2 separate regions of the Mus musculus genome follow, and region 1 is linked to region 2. Evidence: chromatin contacts called from public Micro-C data. All regions are on one chromosome and are shown on one strand. The core of a region is the stretch at or near the end of the contact, and the rest is flanking DNA. Distances in the headings are between cores, read along the strand shown. Region 1 holds the start of 1700102P08Rik (RIKEN cDNA 1700102P08 gene). Region 2 holds the start of Usp4 (ubiquitin specific peptidase 4 (proto-oncogene)).

What was found. A called contact is a pair of places that touch in the nucleus more often than the background predicts.
Region 1: a contact with region 2 is called in a Micro-C map of the G1E-ER4 cell line, with 2.2 times the contacts expected there. The contact joins the promoter of 1700102P08Rik here to the promoter of Usp4 in region 2. A contact is called at or near these places in 15 of 39 promoter capture datasets (the 3T3-L1 cell line, 3T3-L1-derived adipocytes, cranial neural crest and 8 more), 19 of 484 Hi-C or Micro-C datasets (the G1E-ER4 cell line, the NIH/3T3 cell line, Th1 cells and 10 more), 13 of 115 datasets of contacts at active chromatin or transcription factors (the HPC-7 cell line, the SCID.adh cell line, bone marrow-derived macrophages and 5 more) and 4 of 9 other capture datasets (adipose tissue, embryonic stem cells, liver and 1 more).

The regions. Positions count from the first base shown.
Region 1 is chr9:108,389,399-108,395,367 of GRCm38.p6, forward strand. 1700102P08Rik (RIKEN cDNA 1700102P08 gene) reads left to right here and starts at 3,436. Exons shown (of 4, transcript NM_053216.2): 1 at 3,436-3,461; 2 at 3,837-4,241; 3 at 5,896-5,969. The coding sequence starts at 3,841. It overlaps Usp4 (ubiquitin specific peptidase 4 (proto-oncogene)), which reads left to right. Exons shown (of 22, transcript NM_011678.2): 21 at 1,582-1,670; 22 at 2,281-3,131. The coding sequence ends at 2,439.
Region 2 is chr9:108,345,862-108,351,986 of GRCm38.p6, forward strand. Usp4 (ubiquitin specific peptidase 4 (proto-oncogene)) reads left to right here and starts at 1,970. Exons shown (of 22, transcript NM_011678.2): 1 at 1,970-2,157; 2 at 5,049-5,176. The coding sequence starts at 2,057.

The DNA.
Region 1 (5,969 bases), core at 2,186-4,685, 45 kb after region 2:
CTGACCAAAGCGCCCCTGCTGGCTCCACAGGCACCGGGTGTTCTGTGGAGATGGGGGTGGAGCCTTCTGCTTTGGTTTTGTTTTTTTTAATTTTAGCAGCGTCAGCTCTCTGAGTCCTTCTGTGGCTCTGGATTATACTCGTGGCCATCTATGTTAGAGATTCAGATGAAAATCTCAGGCGCATGCCCTTTCCTTGTGTTATGTCTCCAGCACTGATCACAGTCATTAAATAGACACCAGGGCAGCTGGGGAGAAAGCTCAGTAGTGGATCACTGTTCTTTACAGGACCTGAGCTAATTCCCAGGACCTAGGTCAGGTGGCTCACAACTGCCTGGAACTCTGTGACACCTGTCAGTACCCTCCATGTAATCAAATAATAAATCTTTATTTAAAAATAGACAAGTCTGAGTGTGGTGGCATCTGCGGTTAATTCCAGCACTCGGGAGGCAGAAGCAGGTGGATCTGAGTTCAGGGCCAGTGTGGTCCACAGAGTTTCAGAAATACACACTAGCGTGACAAGGTGGCTCAGCAGGTAAAGATCCTGGCCACACAAGCCTGGTGACCTGAGTTCAATTCCAAGAACTCTAAAAAAGTAGAGGGAGAGAACTCACCCCACAGCGTTAACCTCCACACACAAATACCATGGCACGTGTACACACACACACACACACAGCTTTTAAAATTAAATTTAAGGGCTGGTGAGATGGCTCAGCGGGTAAGAGCACTGACTGCTCTTCCGAAGGTCTCGAGTTCAAATCCCAGCAACCATATGGTGGCTCACAACCATCTGTAACAAGATCTGACTCCCTTTTCTGGAATGTCTGAAGACAGCTATATTGTACTTATATATAATAAATAAATCTTTTTTAAAAATTAAATTTAAAATTATTTTAAATATTAACATTAAGTAGGCTGGTTTTATTGATTAGCATCCCAAAATTATAGGACACCCTGTGCTCACCCTTTCAAGTTTGTCTGAAAGACCCAGGTTGGAAAAAATGGTGAATTATTTCCACTGGGCTGCAGTGCCACACGCCTTTAATCTCTGTGGGAGGCAGAGGCAGAGGATCTCTGAGTTCCAGGACCACCGGGGGACACAGAGAAACTGTGTTTTGAAAAGCCAAAAACAAACAAAATGTACAAAACCATGAGCCATAGGGGCCGGGGATTTATTTAGCAGCAGAGTGTGTGCCTAGCAAGTACAAGGCCCTGGGTTTGGATCCCCTAACCTCTGGGGAAGAAATAAAAAGAACTATAAATTATCGACTATAAATGATCATTACTTATATGTATGTGCATATTTTAAAAATTATTTCTATAATCTGGTGGTGGTGGTTTTCTGTTTTGAGATGTGGTTTCACTGTGCAACCTACCTAGACTTGGCCAGGATGGCCTTGAACTTGGGAGTAGTACTTCTGTCTCTGGTTCCTGAGTGGATCCACACTGGGTATACATTATTCTTAGTTTTAGTGTTAACATTTTGGGTATGAGTATGTGCGAGTATTTAGTGCTAACCTAATAAGGTTACAAGATTATTTTTTTTTTGGTGGCCATTAGAGCATTTTGTTTGTAACTTGGCAGACACTGCATATGCGAAGAACAGACTGAACGGGAAATGGTATTACTTTGATGATAGCAGTGTGTCCCTGGCCTCTGAGGACCAGATAGTGGTGAGTACTTTCCCAGGTGCCTGCTCCTCCCTGGGCTCTCAACAAATCAACCGAAAAGGTTCCCTCAAGCCAGACGGTTACCTCCTTATCTGCTAGGGCTCTGAGTGGAGCAGAGGGGACTGCCATTCATCCTAGATCTTTCCTAACGGAGAAGCTCAGTTTTCCTAGAGGTATCACAGTGCATCTATCTGCATTTGCTAGAGCCATGGCAGGGGCATCAGGAAGCAGCTAATAAATAAAGGTGGCAGGTTCCCGAGAGTACAGCTGTCCACTCAGTCACTCAGTGAGTGTGCTTGTTTATTGAGATAGTATCTCTATATCTCTGCCTGCTCTGAAACTCATTTTGTAAGTTTGTAGCCTCAAACTTAGGGTAATTCTCCTACCTCTGCTTCTTGAGTGCCGGTATTACAGATATCCATCCCCACATTCAGTTTAAGATTGCTTTTTTTTTTTTTTAAGATAGGGTTTCACTCTGAAGCCCAGGCTGGCCTTGACCTTGGAAAAAGAATCCTCCTGTCAGGCCCCCCTCGCCTTGCTGGGATCACAGGTGCTAGGAAAGGGGTGGGGTGAGTTTATTATCAGTGAATGGACCCCATTCCTTGTGTTTTAGACGAAAGCCGCCTACGTGTTGTTCTATCAGCGTCGGGATGACGAATGCTCCAGCACATCTTCGCTCGGCAGTTTCCCCGGTTCTGATGGAGGGGTGAAGCTGAGCAGCTCACACCAGGGCATGGGGGATGAGGAGGCTTACAACATGGACACCAACTGATGTGGCCTCTGTGACCCTGCCACCCTCCCAACACCAGCATCCTCCCCCAGGAGAATATCTGTGGCACTCTTGAAGACTGCTCATATCAATCTCAAACCAGATGAGGACATTACCTCCTTTTATGAGAAGAGGAAGGAAAGAGAAACCCTGCTTTCTGAGAAGGGCTCTATGTTAAGAGGCTGGATTATTTTTTCTTTTAAACGGGTGGTGAGAGAAAAACCTGTGGAGCTCAATTGTGGGCTGGGGTTTGGTGCACAGTGGCATGTGTCTCATGGATTCCAAAGAGTGGAGAGGAAGACCCTGCAATGAGCATGGTGCAGCCATGAAGACCCACCTGCAGGGCTGCTCCGAACTGGGTTTTGGATTCTGGTGCCCACACTGCTCACCCCAGTAGTCTGGCCACAGTAAACCAAGCCTCCAGCAAATTTGATGTTGTCCTCTAGTTCTTTGCTGTTCATTGAGATGGGCTTATAGTTTTCTAAACTGTCTCTGAAACCCGTTTCTATTCTCTTGTTCTCTCAGAATTTTCCAGCCGCCTTCCCGGTTATGAAATGAAGTTAGTATTGGGCTATTGTTTTCAGTTTCTCACAGACTCCTAGAAGTTCTGTTTTGTCCCCCACTGCCCTTGATAAAGTGATTCTATGTGGAACTTTCATTAGCTCTCCCTTAAAAGAAGTCTATTCATAAAACTGGGTGCAGTGTGTGGCATTGTTTCTCCACGTTAGCTTCAGAAGAACACAATGGGTATTTTTCAGATCTCCAAACATTCTAGTTAATAAGGTTTAAGAAAATACTTTTTCGGTAATAGACCCTCTCCAGACCGGATTCTCTTCCTTAACCCTTCCCTTACTCCCCTAGTGGCAAAGCCGGCAACCTAACAGGCCAGCTCTAGGGCCTTTGTTCCCATTGGGGTCATGTGAGTCTTCACCTCGACCTTTAACCTAGTAGGTGGGGGTTGGGAATCGCTGGTCTTGGAACGTGGACTCAGTGACCGTTGGGCACTCTTGTGCGGCAACGGCTGGGTGAGGACTCAACGGGGCCCCGTCCTGTCTAGGCTGGCCATAGTTTGGGGGCCCAGACAGCAACTGGGCGCAGTAGTGGGTGGAGGGAAAAGGCTTAGCGGCCTACAGGCTAAGGAAGCTCTGGGCGGTGAGGCGGGGCGTCTCGGGCCCTCCCCCGTGACCCTGGGTCCTCTGAGAATCCCGTGACCCTGGGTCCTCTGAGAATGGCGGGTGATCCGCCCCTCCGAGGAAAAGAACGAAGGATGATGTTGTATAACCGTAGGTCATACTCGAAATCGAGGTTGAATCCCAGCCTCCTGTATAGAAGCATCATTTTCCCGTTGCTCCGTGCATTTACAATTATCACTTAATAAAAGAAAGCATGGTCGCTTTTAGGGAAATGTCTGAAAAACTACGAAGATGCAGAAAGGAGCTGACTGCTGCTATAGACCGAGCCTTTGAAGGAGTCAGGCATTCTCAGGAGTGCACAGCCCAGCAGAGGCTGGACGCCCCGTCGCTCACCTCCCAGCCGGTACACAGGCTCCTCTGCAGAAACCCACTGGCTGCCTGCCCCTCTGCTGCCCCATACTCTGGTGCCTCGTGTGCTCCTGAGAGTGAGAACCCGGCCTTCGGGACACACCATATTCCGGTTAATTCAAAACTTCAGCAGCCTCTATACCCCAAAAGGAAACCTCTGACCAGCAAGGAAAATGTCTTGATGCAGTCTTCCATTTTGGCACGTGACAGACAGTTTTGGAGAGCTGCAGGTGATGGGGAAGACTGGAGAAAAGATAGTTTAAGGTGATTTTAATTCGATAGCTTTCTAGAAACCGTTGTTTGTTTAAAAAAACAAACAAACAAACAGCACTCGGGAGGCAGAGGCAGGCAGATTTCTTGAGTTCGAGGACAGCCAGGGCTATACAGAGAAACCCTGTCTACAAACAAACAAAAAAGTTGAAGATCTCAGATCTAATGACTAAGCTAGCCTCCTCTTTGGAGCGTTGACTGTACACAAGAAATTCATGGTTTTTAGAATGTGGGCCGGCAAACAGTTTTTATGTGTTTAGGTTGAAAGCCTGGTTATTTTCCAAACAGTCATCGAAACTACTGTACCAAAGGGTAATAGGTGTTGAGCTAGTTTTAAATTGTGGGTAGTGCGAAGGACTGAATCCAAGGCCTCACACATGCTGGGGCAGGCACTCCCGCTGATCTACAAGCCTTTGCAATGTTTTGTCTGGTTTGATACTTTAAGGATTTTCCCTAAGTTTTTTTAATGTTTGTCTTTTGTACATGTAGATGTTTTGCCTGCAGAGGCCAGAAGGCTGTGGCATCACATCCCCTGGAACTAGAGTTACTGACAGTTGTTAGGTACCAGGTGGGATCCTCAGATCTGGAAGAGCAGCCAGTGCTGCCCTCTCAACCACTGAGCCAGCCATACTCCAGCTGCCAATTTTTTCTCATTTTAAAAATTCTATGTGTGTGTGTATAGCCACAGCATGCTTACAAAAGTCAAAGGGAACCTTTCAGGAGTGGACTCTGCCCTGTGGGTTCAGGGAGCCAACTCGGGTTGTCATACTCGCAAAGACCCAAGTGTAAGAAATGTAGGCGTGAACTGTCAGCCCTGCAGAAACCTGGTTTAAACACAAAAAATAATGTGCAGCGTTGTAATAACATGTTCAGAGACCGGGCATTGGCTTTTACCGTCCTTTCCCACACCTAAGTCTATGGCTAGGCCCTGCTTCCTGGATTTACCTTGTTTTTGTTTCACCCATCTTAAAAACCTTTTGGCAGCTGGGTGGTGATGGCACACACCTTTAATCCCGGCCCTTGGGAGGCAGAAGAGGTAGACCTGAGATTGACTGAGGCCAGCCTGGTTTATAGTTCAGGACAGCCAGGGCTACACAGAGAAAACTTGTCCCTGGGGGCTGGGGGGTGCTTTTGGACTGTCTCCTTTAGGCCTATTAAGTAAACAAACTGCCTGATCCCAGGCATCCTGACCTAGATCAGGGATGATTGCATGAGATGGGACATAAATGTCTGGTCATCTTGCCTATCCCAAAATCAAGAAATTGAGAAGCCATTTAACTGCAAATATATGTATTGGTTTCATAAAGATGAATGCAGCCTGTAATGGGAATGGGTCATTACGGCTCTTAGTTTCTTCACGGATTTAGTTTCCAGTTTCTGATATTGTCATAGCATAAATGGTGGTCACCAGTACATTTTCGTCTTGGCTGGGCAAGATGGCTAATGTCTTGAATCCCAAGCCCTCAGGATACAGAAGCAGGTTTACACAGTAAGTTCAAGGCCAGCCAGGACTGTATAGTGAGGACCTTGTCTCAAAAACAATAAATCGGTTGTGTTTTGGATTTTCTGAAGTTTTTTAATATTTTCTTGAAAGAATATCTAATTCCCCATCTTCTCCCCTCAACCCCGCCCCCAATCTGGACCGCAGGAAGGATATGGAGAGAGATTTAAAAGCTGACCCAAATGTACTGCTCAGCAGTTCTAGCCAAGAGGTCACAAAGG
Region 2 (6,125 bases), core at 720-3,219:
AAAAAAAAAAAAAAAAAAAAAAAAAAAAGAAATATACCTGCCTCTGCCTCCCAAGTGCTGGGATCAAAGGCCTGTGCCACCACTGCCCGGCAAAATTACACCTGTGAAGTAGCAACAAAATAATTTGGTAGGGGGGTCACTACAACATGAGGAACTGTATTAAAGACTCCCAGCATAAGGAAGGTTGAGAACCATTGCTCTCGGGGTTACAATGCTCTCTGGCCTGAGGGTGCCTGCATACAGGTGGTGCACATACATTTATGCAGGGCGCACACACATACACATAAAATAAAATGTATCTTTTTTTTTTAATCTACTGGGAAGGTGAGGGAATTGGGGGTTCGTTTGTTTTGTATTAGTTTTTTGAAGGACATGCTTTCCTATCCGCCAAGAAACTGTTTTACTTGCCTTACTGTTAAGAACAGGATTTGTGCCAGGTGTGGTGGTGCACACCTTTAACCACAGCAGGAGGCAGAGGCAGGCGGATTTCTGAGTTCAAGGTCAGTCTGGTCTACAGAGTGAGTTCCAGGACAGCCAGGGCTACACAGAGAAACCCTGTCTCGAAAAAAAAAAAACCGAAACAAAACAGGATTTGCCTGAAAAGCAAAAGCTCACCAGTTGCCCGGGCATCTCCACAGATGGCTTTCTACCATGCTTTTAAACCTGTTCCAGAGCAAGATTTTCAAGACTTGCAATCTTTTCTTTTTCTTCTTCTTCTTCTTCTTCTTCTTCTTCTTCTTCTTCTTCTTCTTCTTCTCCTTCTCCTTCTCCTTCTCCTTCTCCTTCTCCTTCTCCTTCTCCTCCTCCTCCTCCTCCTCCTCCTCCTCCTCCTCCTCCTCCTCCTCCTTCTCCTTTTCTCCTTCTCCTTCTCCTTTTCCTTCTTCTCCTCCTCCTCCTTCTTCTCCTCCTTCTCCTCCTCCTTCTCCTCCTTCTCCTTCTTCTTCTTCTTCTTCTTCTTCTCCTCAAGACAGGGTTTCTTGTAGCCTTGGTTGTCCTAAAATTCTCTCTGTAGACCAGGCTGGCTTCGAATTCAGAGATCTGCCTACCTCTGCCTCCTGAGTGCTGGGTTAAAAGCCTGTGCCATCACCGCCCGGAAGAAAACGGAATCATTGTTTCAGGAAAAAATTAAGATGCCTGGACCTCTGTCGGCTTCGGTGGTTGCTACTCTCTCCTTGACCTGGATGGCTGACAGGATACAAAGTTGTTTAAGACAACTTTGTTTTTTGCGTCTATTTATGACTTTATTTTTGTTTTTTGCAGGTGTGGTGATGTATGCTTTTAATCCCAGCACTCTGGAGAAAAGGGCAAATGGGCCTAAATTCGAGACTAGCCTAGATTACATAAACAGCTCCAGGACAGCAGCTAGAAGAAACCTGTCCCAAACAAACAACAAATTTCACTATTGTGTGCCTGTTTGGCGAACGCGTGCCACAGTGTCTGTGTCGAGAACAAAGGACAACTTTAAAGAGTCAGTTTTCTTTTTCCACTTTTACACGGGTTCTGGGGATCAAACCCAGTTGTCACCCACGTAGCCATCGCGCCGGCCCTTGTTTGAAACAACTATTAATGGCTGGACCACACCGGACAGTCCAGATCTCAATGCGTCCGTGTGCACTTGGCTACAGGGGCTGCCGAGGCAGTAAATTCAATCTCGCATTTAGGCAGTCTTGCTGAAAGCCGCATGGAACCGAGTGGAAACAAGAAAAGCAAGCGGCAGGCTCCTCCTGCACGGATTTAGCATCAGGCTAACCTCACAGGCCAGGATGGAGCGAGTGACTGATGGGTCGAGGGCGGGCCAGCAGTCAGATCGCAGGAGCCGCTCAGACACGGGTGGATGTGGCCGCCGCCTCTGGGCGTCCAGCCTGCTTCTGTCCGCTTCGGCTCCGGAGGGGGCGGGGGGGGGTTAACAGCGCGTGGGGGCGGGGAGAAGAGGCGAAAGTCGACGGCGGTGCCGGGCGCGCGCACGTGCGTGGTTACGTGCGTGCGTGGGCGCGGCCCATAGCACGCCGTGCGCTAGGCGGATGTCCGGGCCGGCTGGGCCGGGGCGGCGGACGAGATGGCGGAAGGCCGGGGCAGCCGTGAGCGACCGGATGTGGAGACCCAGAAGACGGAGCTCGGAGCCTTGATGGGGACCACGCTCCAACGTGGGGCGCAGTGGTGAGCGTCCGCCCTGCCCTCCTGCGGCGCAGAGCGTCTAGCCGGCTCGCTGGCCCTCAGGCCGGACCTCTGTCCTCAGTTTTAGGTGGAGGCGGGCCGGGGGCGGTGCCTGGAGTCTGAAAGAGTGGCTTGACAGCGGCCGCTGATGAAAGAAACCCCGGGATCAGCTGGGGGACAGCGCTGACAGGCGTGGGGTTTGTCCCGGTCCATTCGGATTCACAGTAGTCTTGGACCGGCGGGGACAGGGGGTGTAGAATATAGAAAAGGGGGCGCGCTGGGGTCGGCGGGAGCGGGAAGGTGGGGGAAAGCACTTAACCACCGAAGACTTGGGCGCTTGATGGTGACCTTGGTGGGGGAAGTTTCCACCCCTTACACACCTCCGATCCTTAACAATTAAAACCTCGGTAGCAATTTGTGGCTTAGGACGCTCCTGGCGTGGAGAGAGGATCCGAAGTGGATACTTTGTAACTTGTAAACTGTGATACTTTGTAACTTGTAAACCGTGGGACAGGATTCAAAGCCAAAAACTAGAAGCCAGTTGTCAGATGGTCCGGGACAATTGTAGCAGTAGTTAGATGTAAGAGTGGGAGGGGAGGGGAAGGGAGGGGAGCTTGACTCCTGGAGCAAAATAGAAGATCGAAAGTTACAAGACTTTGCCAGGCACGCTGGCATATGCTTTATTGGTTTGCAGGAGCAGAGGCTGTAGGATTGCTGTAGGTTCAGGGCTGGTCTCATACAGTGAGCAGCACCCCCCCCCCAAAAAAAAAGTTCCAGGTTTACTAGAGCAGATTCAAATATGAGGCCTCTTAAGAGATTGTTAACTAGAAGGGATTGTACTCCCCAGTCGGGGAGAAATGCCTGGGTGGTGCTGCTGTGTAGGAGTCAAATAATAGGGTAGGTTTCTCATTGATTATGACCAATATGAGGACTGAAAAAGAGAACAGAACTTATGTGTTTGGGGTGTGGTCTAGGTGTAGTTTATGGTGTTTAAATTGAGCCAGTGAAAGGCCAGACAAATAGAGAGAGGTACTTTAGAAATTCTGCAAAGGGATGACACAGAAAGAATATTCAGGTTGGTCTGGATGCTCATGCCTGTAGTCTTAGTCCTGGAGGAGTATTGCTGCCAAATTTCAGGGCCAACCTCAGTGACATAGTAAAAGCCTTGTCTCAAAAAAAAAAAAAAAATGGTGGTGGGTAATGTGATTAATAACTTAGTAACATAGTTTTACTTGTAGAAAGAGTCCATTTGAAATGATTGCTCATGGGCTGGTGAGACTGCTCAGCATCTGAGAACTTAGATTATTCTTGCAGTGCCTGAGTCTGAGGCCCAGCACTCGGGTTTGGTGCCTCCCTGCCATCTGTAACTCAAGCTCCAGCTCCAGGGATAGCAACTCCCCTGACCTCCGTGGGCACTGGGAGTCATGCTCAAACTCAGGCACATAACCAAAGCATAATTAAAAAGAAAAACTCAGCCCAGGAGCGGTGGCACACATCTTTAGTCCCAGCGCTTGGGAGGCAGAGGCAGGTGGATCTCAGAGTTTGAGGCCAGCTCAGTCTACAGACAGGACAGACAGAGAAACCATGTTTCGAAAAACTGAAATAAATTAAATCCTAACTAGGCATAGTGTCACACAACTTTAATCCCAGCCTCTGGGAGGCATACACAGGTGGATCTCTCTAGTTCAAGGCTATCCTGGGCTACATACTGAGGGTGCACCTCCCCCCCCCCCCCCGCCATCTCCAAAGTTAATTAGTTTTAAAATTCTTTCAATAATCGTTTATGGTTTTGGTTGTTTGTTTCTGAGACAAGGTCTCCCTGTGGCCCCTACTGGTTTGGAACTTGAGATGTAGCCAGGCTGGCCACAGACTTGCAGACTCTTCTGCATCTGCCTCCTGTGTGCTGGGATTACAGATAAGTGATCGCAGTGTCTTGTGTGTGAGAGAGAAAGAGACAGGCAGAGAGAGAGGGGGGGGAGGGAGAGGAATATGAGAATGTATGGCACACGCTATGCATGCAGATGCCTATGCAGAATAGAAGAGGCTGTTGGATTTCCTGGAGCTAGAGTTGTGCATACCATACATGGGTGCTAGGAACCAAACTTGAGTCCTTTGGCAGAGCACAAGACTCTCTTAACCTCTGAATTATCTTTCCAGTCCCTTGTTCATTTTTTTTCAGACGTGGTCATATTAGGTAACCTTGACTGGTCTGGAATTCCCTATGTAGACCAAGCTGGACTGGAACTCATAGACATCCAAGTGTCTATGCCTCCTGAGTGCTGGGATGTAAAGGCCAGCATGTGCTAGCATGTGTAGCTTTGTTTTGTCTTTTACAGATAGGGTCTCTTGTAGCCCAAGGGAGGGAACCTCAAGCTTACTGTGCAGGGTAGATTGACCTTTTTGCCTGGACCTCACAGATGCTGGAATCATAGATGTGGGTCACCACAAACTTCCTCTACTTATTCTCTTAGCAGTCATTTTTCTTAGTGAATACCTGGCATAGATTAGGCCCTCTCTGCCATGTGGGGCTAACTTCTGTTCTTGATATTAGGAGTGTGATTTTAGTCGACAGTGGCGGTAATGCACACTTCTAGTACCAGCACTCAGGAGGCAGTGGCAGGCAGATCTCTGCATTTGAGGTTAGCCTGGTCTACAGAGCAAGTTCTAGGACAGCCAGGGCTACACAGAGAAACCCTATCTTGAAAAGCTCCCCTCCCCCCAAACGTGATTTTGTGAGAATTGTATATTACCTTGGTGAGAAGACCATAAGGAGCTTAAGGTAGGTGTCTAAAGATGAAAATTAAAGGAGAGCTGCAAAACATAATGCTTTGGGTTTTTAAAACTGTGTTTCTTTATTCAGCTGTATTTTATATGTAGCTGCTATTTCTCCCTAGGTATCTTATTGACAGCCGGTGGTTCAAGCAGTGGAAGAAGTATGTGGGCTTTGACAGCTGGGACATGTACAATGTCGGGGAGCATAACCTGTTTCCTGGACCTATTGACAACTCCGGACTCTTCTCAGGTGGAGTATGCTCAGTTTTCTACTGTAGTTCTCATGGGCCAGTCAGGGGCTGCGTGTATCTCTACCATGGTCCTCATGAGTGTGAAACTTTCATAATGTGAAGACATAGACGTGTTCCTTTACATCTGTAGTAGACGTCTTTGCAGATTATTAGGGAAAAGTCAAGTAGTTATTTTGCCCTAAACAACTACTTCTAGCAGAAGCATGCCTTTTTTGTTACCGTTCTGTTGCTGTGAAGAGACACTATGAACATGGCAACTTATAAAGAGTCACTTAATTGGGGGCTGGCTTACAGTTTCAGCAAGTTAGTTCAGGATTATCGTGGTGGAAAGAGTTTGGTACCAGCAGGTGAGTGTGGCACTAAGAAGTAGCTGAGGGAGGCTGGTGAGCTGGCTCAGTGGTTAAGAGCACCGACTGCTCTTCCAAAGGTCCTGAATTCAAATTCCAGCAACCACATGGTGGCTCACAACCATCCATAACGGAATCTGATGCTCTCTTCTGGAGTGTCTGAAGACACACTAGAGACAGACAGAGCTAGGTGAGGGTTTATGAAACCTCAAGACCACCCTTCAGTGACACACCTCTTTCAGCAAGGCCACACCCCTCCTTATCCTTCCCAAACAGTACTACCATTGGGAACCAAAGATTCAAACACGCGAGCTTAAATGGCCCATCCTCATTCGAACGGCCACATTTTATAGCATACTAATGTTTTTTTCATATTTTTATTTTTACTGTATATGTGCACAATGTAGGATGTGTATGATGTGTGTGCCAGTGAGTCACTGTGTATGTTAAGGCCAAAGTATAGCTTTCTGCAGTTGGTTCTCAGAAGACATCTTACCTGTCTACCTCGTAACGTTTTGTCTCTACTTTCTGTTTTTTAATTGTGTGTATGGATGTGGATCTGAATGAGCTGTGCATGTGAAGTGCAGTTCCTGGGGATCCA